Linked DNA regions of Macaca mulatta: region 1 is linked to region 2. A link is a contact called in public Hi-C data. All regions are on one chromosome and are shown on one strand. The core of a region is the stretch at or near the end of the contact, and the rest is flanking DNA. Distances in the headings are between cores, read along the strand shown.

Region 1 (6,750 bases), core at 2,684-5,183, 120 kb before region 2:
CTCAGGTTGTTTTTCTTGCACAGCAGATGAAAACATTTTCTAAGACAGTGGTTTTTGAATTTTGTCTTCACATTAGAATCATCGCAAAACTTTTAAAAAACATCAATGCCCAGGTCCCCCCCAAGACCAAATCAGAATCTTGGAGGGTTGGACCCAGGCATAAGAACTTCTTTTTAAAGTTCCCCTGGTGATTCTAATGTACAGCCATAGGTGGGGACCAAAGCTCCAAGCATATACAATTGTGAGTCACAAAGAGATAGTTACTGGAATAGTAACAAGAGGAAGCTGACCCCAAATTTAGATTTTGCTATGGTTAATCCATAGAGATAATCTCCGTGTGGACAACTTGTTGCCTTGAATACTCTATGACAAGACTGGATATAGTGACTGCTTTAGACAATAAGGATATGATTCAAAATATAAATACATTCAGTAGGAACTCAAGGTATTTTAAAGAAATTGTTAGTCAAAGATCAAATTTACTCACAGTATCTTCTTTAGCAGTTCATGGCTTAAGAAATTCTGTATTTGCAATGTATTCTTTCCCTCTCCTGCCTCTTACTGTAATTAATGCAGGAAACTCAAGGGAGAGGAAAAAAGTCCTTATTCTATTTTTCTAAGAAGTGATTTCCTAAGTGGTTTCTTGTGTTGTGGGTCATGAAGAAAAGCTTGGAGGTGGTTGGGATTCAAGACACTGTTGGGAATCTAGACATTCTACAAAGAAACAGAGGGGAAACGTAGGCCTTCAATAAAGAGGTAAAGTAAGGCAAAGAAAAGATATAGGCAGCCAAGATCCAACAGGAATGGACAATGGGTATTGTCTAATTGCAGGAACACTGTGCAAACACTCTGCTTATGCATGTGACTCTGGCATAATATTTTCACTACACTGAATTTTTCCATCACACTGCTTACAAGAATTTCCACATTGAGCATTTATTGGTAAAAATAGAAAGGTGATGCTGAAGAACAAACTTACAGTCTATAAATGCTACAACATATTTATAATCTGGATGAAGAGATATCAATTGGTTTGGCTGAGAAAACCTTGACTAAAATGAACAGGATGTTGTCCCTGACTTCTGTAACATAAATATATCCTTCTCCAGTTCTGTCAGTTCCTGAATACTTTATAAAATGTATTTTGTTCAGGTAATTTTTCAAAACAACTGTTGCCAAGATCTGAACTGGCACTGGAAAAAAAAAATGATTATTTTCAGGGGAGAGAGAGAGAGAAAGACAGGAGAAATCTTAGTATTACATAAAGCATTGTGATTGCTTCTAGGTAATTTAAAAATCAATGTTCCAATGATTTCATTTTACTTTTTCTGCCAGATCTTCAAACTGCCTGAAATCGTGAAGCAGTCTTTTCGTAATAAATTATAATGTGTCCATGTCTTGATTAGATATTAGCCATTTATTAATGTGTGTGCATATATATGTATATACAGATATGAAATTTATTAGTGCTTGAACCACTATCTTAAAATAATTAGCAGTGTTTCACCAACTATAACAACTTCTAAATGATGAACTGCCATAAAATTTCTAAATCATTACTACTGGTTGGCACTTACCTTTGACATTATTGATTTAATTCCAAAAAAAAAAAAAATGATGTTTCTAAAACCCTGAGATTTCTTTTTAAATTCCTGAGCATTAAGAGGATCAAGTTACAACATTTGTCTTTGAGACGTTATCACTTCTTCAAGATCTTCAACAATATACTCCAAATTCTATATTCTTAGTCCTATATTTACTGCTTATATTATTGATACTTTTAAAGATAAATCAATATTCATCTGTCGACAGGAGCTTTTTTGGGGGGAGGGAGAAGTCATTCATATTTTTAAAAAGAAATTTTTTAAAAATAATTTGAGAAATTTTAAAAAATGTCTCAAATTCAAGAATTTACTGTTCAGGAGGTAAGACCACAAGTTTTATTGCAGAGTGATGGTAAGCTTGTTTTAAATACTACTACAATATTAATGTAGAATTTTTTTCTTTTGGATTAATACAAATATATCTTGTTACAGTTAATAAAGTGTTCCTGTGAACACAAGATTCATTCCCTTTTGGACTGTTTTTCTGCTTGATCCCTCAAAAAAAGGAAAAATGTCAGTAACTTTTAAAAAGATACATACCTTTACTTTGATAGTTAAGCAACAAGGAGAGTAGAAAAGATCAAGGGAAGTAAAAAAGGAACCAGAACCAGGTACACTACAAAGCTCAATTAGTTCACAGGCTAAGGACACTGCTTTTTATAAGTTATTTTTCTCCATTGGGAACAGTTTTCTGAGACTTCCTCTCTCTGCTCTCCATCCCGGGAGTCCTAACCAGGTTTTATCTTTTTTTTTTTCTTCTGCTTTTTCTTCTTGTTTGCTTTCGAGACCAAAAGAAGTTGTCAGAGAAGTCATGTTAGGTACATTTCACTGAAGGTTTTCTATTTTCAGCAAGTTTTACTGTTCTCCAGACGGCTCCTGACTGTCCCTAAACACAAAGGGTAACTAGGCTCCCTGTAGACTCTTTTGAGAATCTATCTCATGAAAACTAGGAGCCCTCTGTACTTCCCAAAATGGACCCGCAATATTCCACATTTGATTCCAGGTCGTTTTGTCAAGCCACAAAAGCTTATCTTTGAACCCCAAGTTGAAAATGGCTGTGTAGAGCGAAAAGGTAAGGAACTCTCTCACAACTTTCGAGGGTCCCCTCAACCTTTCAAGGAAGGTCATTCCATCTGAGTTCTAGATGAGACCAACTGAAGCTCGAACCTTGACCATGAGCTGGAGTAGGTGGATCCCCGCTAACCACTGGCTTTAAATGGAGGAAAAGTTAACTTTCTTGGCTCCTTGCACTTCTTCAAACCCAGTCCGGTAGGCGCAGGACCCGGACTGGGTCGAGGCCTCAAAATCTGAGACCAGGCAAGACAGGTTTTAAAGTAAGCCTCTGGGCACCACTGTTCGCGGCGCGTAAGCCCACCTAAAAGACCGGTGCCCTCGGGCTCCCTGATGTACTCATTCCTGGTTTGAGTACAGCCTGCGCCACCTGGTCTCCTCCCAGCAATGCGAGCACTCGCCGAACCCTCCCCGCGCGGAGTCTAACACCGACGCTGCCTCCAAACCTCCCTCGCGGGAAGCCCCTGGGTGCACGGGGCGTTCTTACCTTGGGGTTGGTCAGGAGCTGGTGCTCGTCGCTGTGCAGCAGCGCCCTAGAGTTGGACTCAGAGTTGTTCACGTAGACCTGGACGCAGGGGTACTGTGAGGTGCCCCTGCAGTCGGCGCCACAGGTGAAGGTGCACTCGAACACCTCGCCGATCTGCTGCACCGACAGCACCGTGCAATTGGCCTCCGTGGCTTGCAGATCCTGCAGCGCGGGACTCAGCCAGCAGAAGCCGAAGATGAACAGCGACACGACGCCGGAGATGATGAGAAACAAGCCGAGCCGGATGCTCTTGTCCTCGGCTTCCGTGTACTCGTAAGCCACCCGGAGCTTCGCCATCGCCCCCCACTCTCGGCGGCTGGCGCGCTCCCCCCGCCCCCTCCCGCCCCCGGCGCCAAGCCCGACTGCCTCGGGCGGGAGGAGCCGCCGCCGCCACCGCCGCCGCCGCGCGACAGCAGGGGAGTGGGCGGCGAGGGGGAGCGCGCGAGAACAAAGGGGCCGAGGCCAGCGACGCCCCCGGCGGCGGCAGCGCCCCCCAGCCCCCCAGCCGCCGCCTGGGCCCCGCGGTGCAGCCGCCGCTTCAGAGCCTCCTGCACCCTCGGGCGCGGGGAGCGCACGGTCCGCTCCAGCTTCCAGCGCCCCCTGCCAGCCTCCGCCCCCGCACTCTCCCCGCCTCCCCCACCCCGCCTCCTCTCGTCGGGTGTCTCTCTGTCTCCATCGCCCGCTGGCCGCTTCTCCGCGGACTCGTCCGGCAGCTGCCCCAAGGCTAGGAGTGCCTGAGCTGGGGCGAGCCCGGGGGCTCCCCCGTGCAGGAGGAGGCTCCGCCCCGCCCCGTCCGCCGCCGACCCTGGCCCTTCCGCCCCGCCCCGCCCCGCTTCGCCCCGCCCTGCCCGGGGGCGTCTCCTTTGGGCGAGGGGTTGACGGGCACAAGCGACAGCGGCGACTTGCAATTGGAATCTTCCCTGAGTCCCCTTAGAGGGACGTCCGAGATGAAAGATTAAGATCGATTTAGCTTAACCGGAGGGAAAGTTAAAAAATAATAATCAGAGGGGAGGGTGGAGTTCAAGTGGAGCGGCGGGAATCTTGAACTCTAAACGGGGACTGGTCACCTGCGGGCAGAGCGGCCAGGCTCCGGGCGCACCCCGGGAAGCGGGCACGCGTGGCGGTGTGGGAGGACACGGGCCGCCCGGGTCGGGCGGATCGAGGTGAAAGCCCCAGGCTAGCGGTGTGCGCTGGGAGGTCCCCGGGGACTACTCAACCGCAGGTCCCCATGCCACGGGCGGGCTGGCGCGCGGCGGTGCCAGAGGCGTGACCCAGCGGTGCCCACGCCGCCAGCGCCGCCGCCCCAGGGAGCGCGGTAACCGTCCAGTCCCAGGACCTGGGCCTCCTAACCGTCTTGGTGCAGACTCGCGCCCCCTGACCCTGCTGCGGCCGGGAGGGCTGCAGGATTGGAGTTAAACAGGCTGAGTCAGGTGGAGTTTGCTGTGGAGGCAACGTGCGTGGGGGCAGGAGGCTGGACAAAAGAAACTTGCTGCTCAGGTCCTCAGTGACCCTTGTGGCAACTTACGTCTCTGGCAGCCGGGTCGACCCCAACTTGATTTGCCCCCATGGCTGGGGCTGACTGAGACTAAAGGAAACAGGTGGAGAGCTTTGCAGCCTGGAAAGAAATACCACTTTTCCCATCAGAACTTGCTTCGGAGCTCCCAAGAACAGAATCGTTTATGTGGTTTCCCTCCTTAGGAGTCTTGCCACCCCTGACCCGCCCCAGGATTTGTAGATAAGCTTTCCAGGAGCGCTGTTTAAAGCGACAGCAGCAGGCAGGCCCACTCTGTTACAGGTACTGTTTCTAGACCTGTGTTCTGCTCTTAATACTTGCCGTTGCTCCCTCCAACCCCAATTACCTCCACCCCCAATTACCTCCACCCCAACTATGCTTCAGCCTCTATTCTTTTCGCGACCTTTTAAAAGTTGGAATTACCTTTTCCCAAACCACACTTTTATCATAAAATCAAACTTGAGACCTATTTATATCTACATTTCGAAGAATAAAATCAGAATATTGACTTCCTTGCAAACGACATAAACTTTTTGTGTTTGTAAGTCGCAAATGAATAAACTCTTAATTATGTTCCTGATGAATACGGAAACATGGAATCATGGAATTCTTGATTTCTCTTTCCTGGACTTCAAATGTTACTTAACTGGTATTGAGTACCTTTCGACTGCAGTTCTGATACGTTATTTGGAAACACTACATTATGATAGGTAACAAGTATTTCCCAGCAATGGGCAAATTAGTTACAGGAAGATCCTAAGTGTCTTTTTCTCAATAAATTAAGAAGATGTAGGGTTTGAAAAACTTCCAAATTAGGAAGATGCTTTGTTCTCTAATACATTTTAGGTTTTGAGAGAGATTTTCTTTTTTTAATTTAAATGTAAGAATTGTACTCTTTTTCTGTTAGCATAAAGACAATTGTGATTACATTACTTAAAAGCGAGTTTAATAGTTGAAATAGCATAACCCAAAATCACAAATCTTCAATCTGAATATTTTTCCTATTGCAGGAAAAATTAAAAAAATAGGAAATTTTTTTTCTATTGTTATAATCTTCTTTTCCAATAAAGCAAAAGCCATGTCTAAGATCTGAAACAATGATGAACAAACAAGATCCAATTATTCTAGCTCAGTATGATGAGGAACTGAAACTTGAGGCAGAATTAATTCCTATTAATGCATAGCAGTTGGGGGACTACCAATAATTAAATGAATATGATTCATTTTTCTTTTTTTTTTTTTTTTTTTTTTGAGACGGAGTCTCGCTCTGTCGCCCGGGCTGGAGTGCAGTGGCCGGATCTCAGCTCACTGCAAGCTCCGCCTCCCGGGTTTACGCCATTCTCCTGCCTCAGCCTCCCGAATAGCTGGGACTACAGGCGCCCGCCACCTCGCCCAGCTAGTTTTTTGTATTTTTTTTTAGTAGAGACGGGGTTTCACCGTGTTAGCCAGGATGGTCTCGATCTCCTGACCTCGTGATCCGCCCGCCTCGGCCTCCCAGAGTGCTGGGATTACAGGCTTGAGCCACCGCGCCCGGCCTATGATTCATTTTTCAATGATTCCAGAGCTCAAAGTCTTCTGTGAATGAAACCTCTGCCTCAAAACTGAAGTACGGTGGTCTAAGTCTAGGGAACAAAATCAGAAAATTCTATCTTATTTTAACTGAAATTCTTGAAATTTTAAAATCCATTTTCTTTTAGTTCTGCATTTAGTCAATTTCTTCCCTGGCAATTATTCATAAAGTATTTGAAGAAACTTGTGTCTTCTGTTTTTTAGACATTTTTCTCCTGTTTCCTGTTTTTAATTTAGCTTGTTTTCTCTGAACACATTATCTTCACATCTTTATTGAAAGTCAAACGTATTAAGACTTCACAAATTAAATCAATTTCTATTTTATTCTTAATGAAACACTGGAAATGTTTATTAGTTTTACTTACTTGAAGCGGAGCTGCTTTATCACATTCCCAAGGAAGATTGCATATGTCAGCCCCTCAGTTTCAGAATACAGGTCACCGCTTACTAAGTCAGAATGGTAGTAA
Region 2 (7,007 bases), core at 1,882-4,381:
GCCTCAAGGCAAACTTTCTACAACGACATCAACTTTAGCACAGCTCTTTTCAAAATATCTGGTATAAGTCACAGTGAAATTCAATCCCTTTAAGTATCACAGGTAGAAACCGCTCTTAGTAAGGAAGAACAGTCACCTGTATCATCAAGCAGAATAAGTTCTACCATAGCACTAGATCCCTTGATTAACACTGTATATAATTCCACTCAAACATTACAGTACACCTCATATTAACTCTGCCCCTGAACTGCCCTACCTGGTACCTTGGATCTTTTGCCTCTTTGTGTTACAAAATCCCCTACAGATCCAGGTAACAAATAACATCATAAATGTTGGGTTGTATATTTTCCTAAAATCTCAGGAAAATTTTAACAAATTTTAACAACAAAAAAACAGCTATTGTTTAACATTGCTTTTAAAGAGCAAAAAAATAAATTGTAAGCTAAGTGTTTTTCACTAGTCTATTAATGCTTACTCATTATTTCACATATACATGTGAAGCATACATTCTATTTACATTATCAGAAAATCTTATGAAGTCTGTCACTAGAAAACATAAAACTATAACTTATACAGGTTGTAAAAAATTCTGTAATGGTCTTTCAAAATATAGGTACTTTTAATACCAGTATCTACTAAAGGAATACAAATGAGAACTGGGTTAGAAGCACTTCTAATAAAATCTATTCATACACCTGAAAATTTTATTTACTTTTGAACAAATAATTTTCAGGTTATAATAACTGTAAAGCATCTCTGAAAAATCAAAAAGTGCAACACCCAAAGTTATAAAGGAAAAACAAAGGTAATTAGTCCTTGTAGGGAGGTATATGGGAAGTTGTATCATTCTGAATTTTTTTGTTTTTGTTTTTTGCCCAGCATCAGAAGATAAGCCACATTCTGAGTTTTATCTTCAAGATCAGGTACTTGGGGATATAAATCACTCACACACAAGCATTTTGCCCTCCTTTTCCACCATATAAATTAAAGTATTATAGAAACTGAAAAATTGTATAGGCTGTATGTGTTGCTTGGTTAAACAAACAGGCAATTCTCATTCCCTGAGATCAGATTAGGTTACAGATATCTCTACATTGTATACTTAAAAAAAGATTCCTGCCAACAAATGTTTACATTAACTTATTTGTATTGATGAAGTACTAATTCAGATACAAAAAAAAAAAACTTTAGCAGAGTTTCTCACTTCCTCTCTAAAATACAAAGTATTCACAAAAGTTATTACAATTCAAGCTCTCAGAAAATATGAGAGAAAGATACCTTTTCTACAATAAGGATCTTACAAAGTCAAGAAATAAGTGAGTAGAGTGGAACATGTTTTGTCTTTAAGTGTATTTTGTATTTCTTTTTCTTTAGATTTAACATTATAAAAGAACTACAAACTAAACAAATTCAACATACAGAGCTTACTAATTATCTTGGTCCATTATAAAACATTTCAATGAACTGGGCTCTGAATATAGACACTTAACCATTTCAGCCCACTATGATTCTTAACCCTTTCAATTCGCAATCTTACAAAATTATAAGAGACATATTCATTGACGTTTGGAAAGAACTGTTGTCAATTATGCCAAGCATTCCCAAACTCAACATAAACCTTGTATGTAAATGGATACTTTAAAATTTCTATCTCATCCCTCACCCCATACTTTATTCTTTCCACTTATCTTGCTTCAAAAGGGAAATCAAGAGTCACACTTATGATTCCGAGCTCTAAAAATTCCTAATATCAAGCATGAAGTATGTTCAACTTTGGAACCTTAAATTTAAGTTGGCTTCCCTCGTGAACTGACTTTGAGTACTTTTTACCATTTCGCCAAGAATCTAAGGGTTCAAATCAGTGTACTTAATTACGAAGAACTGCCCAAACGATTTTAAAAGGAGTGGGATTCTCTGACCAAGAGTTTTATGAAAATGAAACAAAATATGTTGCACTCAGTCTTCCGGATGTTGAAAAGTGAAGATGTCTCCAAGGATTCGAAGGAAGTTGTTTAGGTTCCTTCTGAGAGGGTGGTACCCTTATGTAAGACTTTAGTGGTGGTAATACCGTACCTACAGGCCTGGAATAAATATAAAGTCTAAAACCTTGGAAATACTTTGTATAAAAGAAAACTACAATTCACTTTTGCTAAGGACCACAGTCACCAAGAGTCATCAGCTTTCTCCCGGACAGACAACAGTGCCTCAATTAAGAACTACAAAGGCCTCTTTTAACCCTACTCTTTTCTTCTGTGAAACTTTTAAGTGAGACCTACAACAGCAAAAGGTGGAGAGGCCCCTGCGGAAGTAGAAAACCAGGGCTTGTAACTTCACAGACAGAAGCATCTGTGGTTCCTCCGCCGCCCCAGGACCATCCGGACTCAGTCTACGACACTACGGAAGCTTCACCTTCCTGGTGCGGTGGCAGAGGCAGCATCGCAGTTGCATTCCTTCTCCCTCCACCATGCACAGCCTTCGGTATCCCAGGGCCTGCAGGCTCCTGACACCCGTTAGCCAGTCCAGTGTCTCCCATCTGACACTTACACACACACTAACAGAAATACACATAACTGGCAGATGATATACGTGTATTGAGAATGTAAGGAGCCAGAGACAGCACCAGCTGCTGGGAAGGCGGCAGAGCCGTCTAAAGCGGGCTCGAGCTCCTCAGCCACGGCCGCAGCCGCCTTCTCTTCTCCCCCAGGAAGCAGCGCGGCGGTAGCGGCTCCTCCGCGCTGGCGGGAGCCTAGGGGAGTGGAGTCTGGGGAAGCCCCGCCACTCGCGGATGGGACCGGGCCTAGGATCTGGAGCTGCTGCTGCAGCGGCCCGAGTACAGCGACGCTTTACGTCCCGTCCACCACCACCCCCATACACACCCCCTCCCTCCCTCCACCGCCGCCACCCCCCCTCCCCGCCCGCTCCGCTCTCCCTCTCTCGATTGGAGCCGAGACAAAAGCAACGGGAAGCGGCGGGCCGGGACGCTACCGGCGGACCCCGGGCGCGGCCGGACCGGCCCCGGGGCATTCCCCCGCCTTGCGGGGGCCCCGAATCCGCCGCCCCCGCCGCGCGCCCCGCTGCCAGACTTCCGAAAATTTGCCAAAAACTCACCGCATGAATTTTCTTGTCCCGCGGATCCAAGATGGCGACGTATCCACCGCGGAGGCTGCTGGGAGCAAGACCTTTACCCTCTGACCGCCGCCGTGACCCCCGTCGCTCCGGCTTCCCTCCGGGTGGCGGCGGAAGGTGGGAGCGGCGACTGCAAAGCAGCAGCGATGGGGTGGGTAGGCCGCTTCCAGCGCGCTTCTAACAAGGTGGGGAGAGGCGCTTCACTCCCCTACCGCCCTTACCGCTGCTCCGTCTTGTCTCCCATCGACTCACAGGGAGGCTTGCTGCTCCTCCGCGGCCGTTACAGAGAGCGGGGCTTCTGCGGCCGCTGCCGTTTTCCTGGGGCCAGGTTGCTTCGCAGAGGGCTCTGGCCCCAAGTCCGAGGGGGACCGCAGGGTCCAGGGGCGATGAATGGTGAGGTGGCTTCAGTCCGCCCTCCCCGGGGATGCTGAGCGTGTTCGTGTTTGTGTTTGTGTTGGACACCCCGCCCCCGCACGTCCGCCTCCTCACTCCTCCCCTCCTCACTCCCGCCACCTGGGCGAATTTAACCGTGTCCCCGTTTCCTCCCTTAGCTCCCGCAACCTCCGGAGCTTGTGCGCGTACTTCAGGGACCGGCACCACGTCACCGTCACCTTCTGAGTAGTGAGTTCCCCTCTGATGAAACCACTGGTGTATTTACTCACCATCCTCACCTTTTTTTTTCCCCCCCCCAACCTGGTGGAAGGAAGTACATAATGGAGAGCAAGTTTTTAAAGCACGGTCGTGTCGTGTGAACTTGCTCTAGCCAAATTAGGTTTATAGCACTTTTTCTGACTCTCATTCCCCCCAGTCTCCACATAAACAAGAGTGACCAGCTGGGTCATCCGCAAGACCATTTGAAATTATTGTGGCTTGGGTGGAAACTTAAAGGAGTGAAGTATCTGCTTTCCAGAAAAATCGTTGTCGTTCAAAGTGAAATTAAACTTTTCTTTGCAATAATTCCCCTTTATTTCTTTGTATGTCTGTAAACTCTTCACTTTTTTTGTAATTACTAGACATTTCGTTCTTAAGAGCCTCTGCATGTGTGTTTTGGAATTGTGTAGCTTCATAATGTGAAAAATTGTCCTTTTCTATTTGAGTAATTAGTTAATTTGAAGTAAATAAAATTTCTACTTCACTTGGTTGTTTCTTTTAAAAATTTACCTTTTCCTTACAAAAGAATCACTGTAATCCAATTTAAATTTGTCATTGAAGGTCAAAAATAAGAAATAGCAAGAAACACAACATACTATAAAATAAAAGGTAACTGTCATGTTTTTGAAGGTAAGGTGTTTTGACATAGCAGACATTGTGTGAATTTATTTCAACTCCTAGTGGTACTGGTGTAGACAGAAAATGTTTTACTTGGTTATTCATTTCATCAAACATTCTACTTCATTTTTTTTTTTTTTTCCACTTCAGGAAAATTCGAGGAGGAACAACACATTGGTGTCTTTCCTTCTTTTCTCCCCGTCTTCTCCAAATAGTCCCTTCCTCTTTCTGCTTTCTCCTCCTCTCATGTTAACATCTTCAACCATAAGATGGTGTGTTAAAAGATTGGTTATACCTCTTTAGAATGACTTCCAGAGGGTGTAAGTCTGATTTGAGAGTTTTATTACCTTGAGTATTTTACTGGAAGAGATAGAACAACAAACATTTTTATAATAAACGTGTGGGTTAGGAGTGTTAGGAGAAAATACATTGATACTATTACTTTCAATATTTGATACTACTTACTTTGACTCACTGAACACTATTTGTTTAGGATGAATTCACTTTAAGCCATGTTGAAGAACAAGCCTTTAATTGTCCTATTATTTGTGCCAAATCTATTATAAATTTGTTAAAATTGTTTTAATACCTACCTTAGAGGGTACTCTAGGTATTTAATGACCTAGCATTTGTTAAAGGCTTGTGTAGTAAGAATTCTTACTATAAGAGTTACTATTCTTACTATAAGAATAGATGCTACATTTTTTGAATTATCCTGTTGCATCAAAAAGTTCATCTTCATTGGTAATGTTAATCAAGTTTGCCCATTTGGTAGTTTGGTTTTCTTTTGACTATCTTAATAGATTGTCTTTCTTTTACCTGAAAAGTAGTCCATACTAATAGGCACATGTTTTGTGTATTTCCAAAATATGTGTTATGTTAAATTCTCTGTACACTTCATTTAAAAATTACAGACTTTGAGGAAAAAAAATACCCTATTAAGGGAAGAATGAGTTTGTGTATAACTTGTAGAAGAAGACGGCCACCCATTTTTAGAAAACTATGGATGGTATTGAAAATTTTGCCATGGCAAGGGATAAAAAGCACAGGCTTCTCTAATGTGTCTAAAACAACATTTGAATCCCCTTTGTTCATTCCCTAAATCTCCTGCTCCTTTAGAATTCCTGATTTTCATAAATAGTACCACCATTCACTTATTTGCTCAAGCATAAAACTTGGAATTTTCTGTGATTCTTCACACTCATACAGCTCATCAGACAGTACCATCAATTCTGCCTGACAAATATATTCTGAATTTAGCTGCTTATCACCTCCACCGCTACAGCCCTTGGGAGCCACCATCATCTCTTGCTGGACCACGGCAATATCCATACTAGCTGCTTTCACTTTCTGTACCCTCATGAAAATTTTCCCATTCAAACCATTCTCTATATACCAACCAAAGCAATCATTTTAAAAATGTTATTAGGTTATGTCACTCCCTTGTTTAAAACCCTCCAATAGCTTCCTTATGCACACAGAATGAAATCGGAATTCCTTACCATAGCCTTCAAGACTGCATAATCTGGCTCCTGCCCACTTCTCCATCTTCCCAGGAAGCAGTACGGGAAGTTGTTCTCACCCTTCTTACTGCCTCCTTTCTGTCGTGGGCTGAGCTCTTTGTAGTCTGTAGCAGAGCCTGTTGTCCCCAAAAATTCCATTTTTTTCATAGTAGTAGACATGGATACATGGCTACCCAGAACAAAGACTGTATTTTGCAGCCTTTCTTGTAGCCATGTAATGGTGCTGGCTGATGGGATATAAGCATTGTATCATGTGGCACACTTGTAAAACCATCCTTAAAAGATAGTTGGTGTACACCTTCAATGCGGCTTTTCCTTTATCCTGTACCATGGACTATAGATGTGATTTTGGAACTCTAGCTGCCAATTTGTGTCTCATGCAGGTTCTCTCATACTAGGGATGGCAAAACTGGTGGAAACCAGGGTCCCTGAGGACTTTGTGGATGAGAGCACCATGCCAGCCCTGCACTCGTAAATGTCTATATTATTACACCCGCTATTTTGGGGTCTCTTGTTCTCAACTGAATTTAATCTTACCTGATACTCTGTCTCAGGGACTTTGCACTTGCTTTTTATTTTTTATTTTTATTTTTTCAGCCTGGGATGTGGTTTTACTGTCTTGAATATGGCTCATTCATTCTCTTCCTTCAGGTTAACCCAAATGTATCTGACAGGCCTTCCATGGCCACCCTATCTAAAATAGCTCCCATTCCCATTTATTGTCTATCAATCACGTGCCCCTCTATTTTCCTAATAGCATTTATAATTTATCATTATCTTCTTTATTCACTGTTTATTTCATACCTCCCTTCACCCTACAAAAATATAAACTACACCTGTTTTGTTCACTACTTTATCCTTCACACATGGTGGGCGTTAGATAAGTGCTGTTAAATTAGTGAGTCAGTGAATGAAGCAACAAAATTCTTATCCAAGATTAGCTAGACTATTTTAATATTAAATGAGTAAATGTCAAAAGGTATCCTTAACACAAAATTTGTAAAATCCAATCTAGGAAACAGGAAAAACGGTACTAAACCAATAGAATATTCCTAGTCTTCAACTTAATAAAGAAGATGTCTATCTTTT

The links. Hi-C and Micro-C count contacts between places; a contact is called where the count stands out from the background.
Region 1: a Hi-C map of fetal cortex germinal zone shows a contact between it and region 2, with 3 times the contacts expected there. The contact joins the promoter of KCNMB4 here to the promoter of LOC144332960 in region 2. A contact is called at or near these places in 2 of 14 Hi-C or Micro-C datasets (fetal cortex germinal zone and liver).

Annotation. Positions count from the first base shown.
Region 1 is chr11:77,441,535-77,448,284 of T2T-MMU8v2.0, reverse strand. KCNMB4 (potassium calcium-activated channel subfamily M regulatory beta subunit 4) reads right to left here and starts at 3,933. Exons shown (of 3, transcript XM_002798660.4): 1 at 3,163-3,933. The coding sequence starts at 3,498.
Region 2 is chr11:77,321,172-77,328,178 of T2T-MMU8v2.0, reverse strand. It overlaps LOC144332960, which reads left to right and starts at 3,131. Exons shown (of 3, transcript XM_077954727.1): 1 at 3,131-3,277; 2 at 3,678-3,747. The coding sequence starts at 3,140. CNOT2 (CCR4-NOT transcription complex subunit 2) reads right to left here and starts at 3,591. Exons shown (of 16, transcript NM_001265869.1): 1 at 3,109-3,591.